Regions from separate parts of the Capsicum annuum genome. Here region 1 is linked to region 2. A link is a contact called in public Hi-C data. All regions are on one chromosome and are shown on one strand. Each heading gives the region's core, a stretch centred on a gene start, on an enhancer-like site or on the middle of the called end of the contact. The rest is flanking DNA. Distances are from core to core; before and after follow the strand shown. Region 1 has its middle 57 kb from the start of LOC107865062. Region 2 holds the start of LOC107865063.

Evidence for each region. Hi-C and Micro-C count contacts between places; a contact is called where the count stands out from the background.
Region 1: a Hi-C map of leaf shows a contact between it and region 2, with 2.5 times the contacts expected there. The contact joins the enhancer-like site here to the promoter of LOC107865063 in region 2. A contact is called at or near these places in 2 of 5 Hi-C or Micro-C datasets (leaf and placenta).

The regions. Positions count from the first base shown.
Region 1 is chr3:223,318,972-223,322,252 of UCD10Xv1.1, reverse strand. No RefSeq gene overlaps it. Among protein-coding and RNA genes, the nearest start is that of LOC107865062, 57 kb to the right of the region's middle. Within about 2 kb of position 1,577, at least 1 of the 5 cell types and tissues checked has an H3K27ac peak or open chromatin away from gene starts, as enhancers often do. A contact at or near this core is called in leaf, where this site is marked.
Region 2 is chr3:223,164,347-223,167,342 of UCD10Xv1.1, reverse strand. LOC107865063 reads left to right here and starts at 1,612. Exons shown (of 2, transcript XM_016711421.2): 1 at 1,612-1,645; 2 at 1,890-2,404. The coding sequence starts at 1,612. The coding sequence ends at 2,404. It overlaps LOC124897076 (a long non-coding RNA gene), which reads left to right. Exons shown (of 4, transcript XR_007053654.1): 4 at 1,029-1,324.

The DNA of each region.
Region 1 (3,281 bases), core at 328-2,827, 150 kb before region 2:
GGATCATTTGGTAGAAGGATAAGAAAAATAATTTTATTATTATTCCATATTTGGTATAAGGTATTATTTAATTTCGGGACTATGTTATCCTACCATTTGTGCTAAAATGGTGGAATTACTATCCCATGGAGGCAGGGGGATAAAATAGTCTCATGAGATAGTCTTACTTATCTCATCCAGTGTACCAAACAACCCCTAACATTTCTCATAATATCTCACAAATGGAATTTGGGGAAGGTAGAACGTATGCAAACTTTACTAGAGAGAGTGCTTCATCCTTTTTATCTTAGTAATAATTTAATTATAAAATACTATATATTTTACTCTCAGAGAAATATAGTCACACAAATTTTTTTTAGCTTATAAAATACTATATTTTATCCCAATTTAAAAGTCTTTCTTTATTTTCTTAAATATGTACCGTTCAAAACTTTCACATAAATTAAAATATATAAAATAATATTTCAATGTTTTAGATTTGTAGAAAAATAAGTATTTCACATCTTACTGAAAAAAGTGAAAATTCTATTGGAAACAGATTCGAAACTATTTTTCAAACTTGAAATATAATTTTAAGTTAGATTTGAAATTTTCATGGTCAAACATTAATTTTTAAATAAAATAAAATAAAAAATATTCTAAAAAAAATCACATTTTAATATTTTATGGTAAAAAAAATCCTTATAAAGGCTGATAGATGGAGTTTCATTGCTTTTAATTATAAAATTGAATAAATAAGACCCATTATCCATGTGTCAAAAATTTAATGGAGGATCACACAACTTTTTTTGGTTGTGCGACTCACATAGTAAAAATTTTCGTTAACAAATGTACACCCAATTCTAGATTTCTCTCCTGAATACTTTTGGACGAAAAAAAATGGATATCCCCTGGTATTCTCTCCTAATTCCTCTATCTTTGTTCATTTTCTTCTTTCATCAATAGTTTTTTGCTACTTCAAATCAGGGGCGGATCCAGAGAGTTAGAGTTAGGTGGGAGTTTTCGAAAATTCAGTAACTTTCATGTGGATCCTGCATTTATATTGAGAAGTCTAATAAATATATAACAAATATAAGTTGGTAATCTATAAATAAAACGTGATGTTGGTCTAGTGGAGCAAAGAGCTTTGTAAAAGTTTTGTTGACCTCTTGATTGTGGGTTCATATCCCCTTAGATACTATTCGTTTTTATTTTGGTCTAATATGAAGAACCTATAAACTTTAAATCCCGAATACGCTCTGCTTCAAACATCCAAAAAAAGTCACCACCATCTCCAAGAAAGCTCCCAATTATATATCTTTTCGTGCTGTGAGAGAAGAAGAAACATCAAACATAATTGAAAAACTTAGGCAAAGGTGTGATTCATCAATTTACACAGGTTCTGTTCTCATTTGAAAATGGCTATTGGAATAACCATCGATTTGAGTTTATCAATCCCTGATGAGTGTTCACAATACTTCATCTTCATACCAAATCTGTATCTTCTTTGTTGAATCCGCCCAATCTCAACCATGGGTAACTTAAGAAGGAACATCCTCGGGGTTGTGCATGGCCAATTCAGCAGGGTCCTCAAGAGTATGTGCTATAATTTTTAGCTGAGAGATGACCACACCTCTTCAACTCCTGAGAAAGATGAGCTTTCCATGCTCGATCTCGATGGGTAGAATCTCTAATGAAATTAATACAACCATCTGAAATCTAGATTGGGGAAGGAAATATCACAGATTTTTAATAACTAATTTCTTTTGAGCTTTTGCAGGTTACGCAGGAGAAATAAAGAGACAAGCTTAGAACCTACTTTCGAAGCTAATGCCCTAGTTTGGTATTCGACAAATACCTTAAAGCTCTCACAAGTGCAAATACGCAAACCACTATGAAATTTCATCAGACATAAATTAAAGAAAAATAGTAATGTACACCAACTTATTTCTGCTGCAGTAATCTGCATTAAGAAGTTATCCATTATATTCATGAAATAAACTTTAATATATCAATCATCTTTTAATTAGAGCAATGCCATTTTGTCTAAGTTTAGTATTCTTCTGCCTTCCTTAGGAATGACTTGAAAATGGTTAAACTGGTAATCACATGCAAAAACAAAAACTGGGTTAGCAAAATAATCAAGAGTATTTCCTTCCCAAAAGAAATATTGTACTCTTATTGATTAAAAAAACTCTTCAAACTATTTATGGAATTAACCTCTAACATCACACTCCAAGGAATGCCTAATCCTCCTTCTAAAATCTATACCATGGCCATTGAATTTGTTTCGATAATAACATGAGTTATCAACTGCTCCTTACAAAACACCAAACCTTCTCTAATAGCCCTAGTTTTAGCTGCTAGATTAGTGGTATCTTGTAAACACCAAGCCTTCTCTAATAGCCCTAGCTTCAGCTACTAGATTAGTGGTATCTTGTAAACTAAAACCTTTAGCAATTAATAGATTTCCTTCATGGTCTCTTATGCAAAAAGTTGCAGAGCTAGGCTCTGGGTTACCCCAGGAAGCTCCATTAGTGTTGTATTTCCACTTATTAATAGGAAGAGGGTTTCACCTCACAATTCTAATGTTGTAGGTATCTCTGTGCCTGAATAAATCATTAATAATATAGGGCCACATAATTTTTTGAATGATCATCTTGAATCAAAATTTAATTAACTTCAAAATAGTTTCACTGATCTCCCAAATAACCTTTCCTCCTGAATATAAACCACCATGTAGAATAGTGTTCATTTTTCTCCACAAATACCAAAAAATCACAATATAAACAACTTGAGAACCCACTTGAATTCTATGATTGCCCTGTGAATACCTCTACCTTCTGAAAGTCTATTTCAAATTTAAAAAAGGACCTATAAGACCAGGAACTCTAAAGTAGTGATTTCAAATTCTGGTTGCTACTTCACTTGTGCTCAGTTGTCTCGGCTAATGGGATGGAACAACTCTTATAATTTGAGAAATGTTAGGATTCCAACTGTGCATTAAATCTGCCACAGGAACTTACCATGCCAAATTCTCCAAGCCAAAAAAAAAACAAACTTAAACGGTAATTCTTTAATCCATAAAAGCTTCAAATCCTCATTCAAGTTAGCTTTTTGTCTCAACAACTCCCAAGCACTTTCAACATTGAACTTTCCTTTACTAGATTTAGTGTGTCAAGGTTTATCCCCCTGATTGCTTGGTTGTACACAACTCATGTTATGTCTGATATGCTCCACCACATACTCAGGCAAAAATATCTCATAATGCTATAAAGTCCCAACCCTCTTTATAATAAATC
Region 2 (2,996 bases), core at 363-2,862:
AAAATATTTCTTATATATTACAATAGAATTAGAAGTTAAAATGACCAAAAGGGCCCTTCAAGAATGGGCCTCTCGTCTAGTGTATGTAGCAGGCTGTTTTGGTGTGTATTTGGGCCCTTAATTACACTTCTCTTGCACACACACTTGGAAAACTTCAATACACACCCACATGAGTCCATCTACGTGATCGCACTCGTATCACTATCTCATAAGTCTCAATGGAAGAAAAGCATACAAACTAGAATCAATCTTATTACAGAACTAAAAAACTTCTAACAAAGCTTTGGCTTAACAGGGAATAAGATTGATCTATCTGTAAAAGCTTTTATTTGTATGCTTTGTAGTATCTTGCTTAGGGTTTCCTTGTAGACTTTATGTCCTACAAGGAAAGGTTCATTTATACACTCTTGCAGTGTTTAGTTTCCATTGTTGATGCTCTTTTTCTTTTATGAAGAATCTCTTTTCTTTTGTAGGCATTTGTATTACACTACTTCATATCTATGAATCCATCTGTAACAAAACACAGAATTTGGTTCATTAATGAAACTTAGTTCTTTGTTAGTAGTTTCATACAGAGACATCACCAAGTTAACTATTTAGTAAGAAGAGATGGATGTAGTCCTAGTTTAATTTGATTTTCTAGTAGTATTACAATTAGGATATGCTTATTTTCCTTCATGCACAGGAAAATCACATTGGTGAAAGGGACTACGACTGTTTTCCAATTGAAAACAGGAAATGACACAGCTGGTTGCTATTGCAATTCTCTGTTTCTGTCCACCTAGAGTAGGACATTTTGAACTTTCCAATCACTAACTTTGTTATGCTCTAACATATCAAAATTAGTACCCCTGGCATTGGTCGTCTAATTTGCTTATTTTCCTTTGTGCTTCACCTTTCTTTGAGGTGCATATTAGTCCAATGCTTATGTATCAAAATCTCGGAATGACATTAAGAAAATATTTATACTTGAGTTATAAGGACTGAAAGTTTATCGACCGATTTTTATACTTTGTGTTTTTATGTAGCCAAGTGATGCGGCTAGTGGACCCATTTCGCCCATGGATGCAAGGAGATCACGCGATGATAATGATCTTAACGATATTCTTTGAATTCTTGCATTTGTCTTGGGTATTCAATTATGACGATGTAATTGTGTAATTAGAGTGAATCTTAGAATATTGAAGGTTTTGTGTTTACATTTGATTTTGGAGTTTGAACTTTGAAGATACTAGTTAGTATTGAAAATTCGGAGTTTGAAGATGTTAATGCTGAAAATTTAATTTTGAAGTTTAATGTTCAATGTATTTTTGATATTTGTCAATTACAATGTTTAATTACTCTGTTGTATTAATGATATATGAGTTGAACAAATATTGGATCGTATGTTATGCCTAAAGGATCAATTAAATTTGAGCTAAAATTAGAATCTATAATTAGTTATTAAAAATGGATGAGCCCTATTAAATTAAAAAAATAATAATAAAAAAATTGCGGAGGTTTAAACCCCCGCAATTTCAAAAGAATCAAATTAAGATTAACGGGGGTTATAACCGCCGCAAATAATTACAGGGGTTAAAACCGCCGCAATATAACCGCCGCAAAGTAATTATGGGGGTCGGAAAAAAACCGCCGCAAATTATTTGTAACGGCTCGAATTGTGGGGGTTTTGGAAACTGCCGAAATAGCATTTTGCGGGGATTCAAACTGTAAATTTAACCCCCGCAATTTGAACTATTTTTTGTAGTGTATCTCTCAGGCAATGGAATACCACCTCATCATCTCCAATCACCCCCAATACTCCTATACTACTATCTAAGTCACCTGGAAACCCCCTAAAAGAGATATGTATAAACTTAACACTGATGCTTCAGTGTGACTTTTAACAGGGCAAGGGGGACTAAGGGGTACCATCAGAGACCATAATGGGGACTGGATTGTGGGTTTCATGGAACACAAATCCAACACCACCACCCTAGCTGCAGAGCTACCCGCTCTCAAAAGGGGCCTCAACATAGCAATCAACCATAATGTAACCCCTCTTCAAGTAGAATTAAATTCTTTGGAGGCTATTCGGGTTTTAACTGAAGAGAACTTGCTACTTGATAATCTTACTACTGATTGCAGGTCAATGCTAGAGAGGGTCCTAGCAACCCATCCGGAGCATATCTTCAGGGAAGGGAACAAAGCGGCTGACCTATTAGCCAAAGCAGCTAGGAATGAAGCAGTGCAAGAGAGCCTTAAAATCCTACTAGTTCCTCCTGTGTTTGTATTAGACACCATAGATGTAGACAAATCAGGAACTATGTACTCTAGGAAATTGCGTGTTTGTAATCTACTTTCTAATAGCCAAGCCTTGGCTCAACAATCTTTTGATGCCCCACCGGGCAGCTTTGTAACTTAACAACGCTACTTTTATTCTAATATATGCCCCTTTGCACCAAAAAAAAAAAAAATTATTATGATACCCACCATGCTGATTGCCCTCGACAGTTTTCAGTTTTCGGCTGAGTTTAACTACAGTGCATCGGACAAGTCACCTTCATAATAGTTAAATTACTTGAAATAATATGGAAGACATAATTAAGAGAAGTTAAAGGTGAATATCTCTTTGCCCCCTCTTCCGTCATAAAAATATGCTCTCTCAAGCAATTAAATTTTTTGTATAAGATGAGCAAACAATTAAATAGGATATAAACGCAGACAGAATTGGAATCTCAGTGTCGTCCATTAATCTCCCTAGGGGTGGTTCTTTCAATCCAACGCGTGAATGGGAGTACTTAAAACTTAATAACTTAAGTCTAATCTAAAAGCATGCTCTCAATAAACAATTGAAACTTTCAAATAAGATAACCTCACAATTTAACAATTTATAACTAGTACATGTATTACCTTAGAAGATATAGTAACACGAGTGTGAGTGTGGCCTAGGGTTCAATAAAGTTGGATTGAGCACCATGAGGCCTCAAAGTTCAATTCGCAACAGAGACAAACAC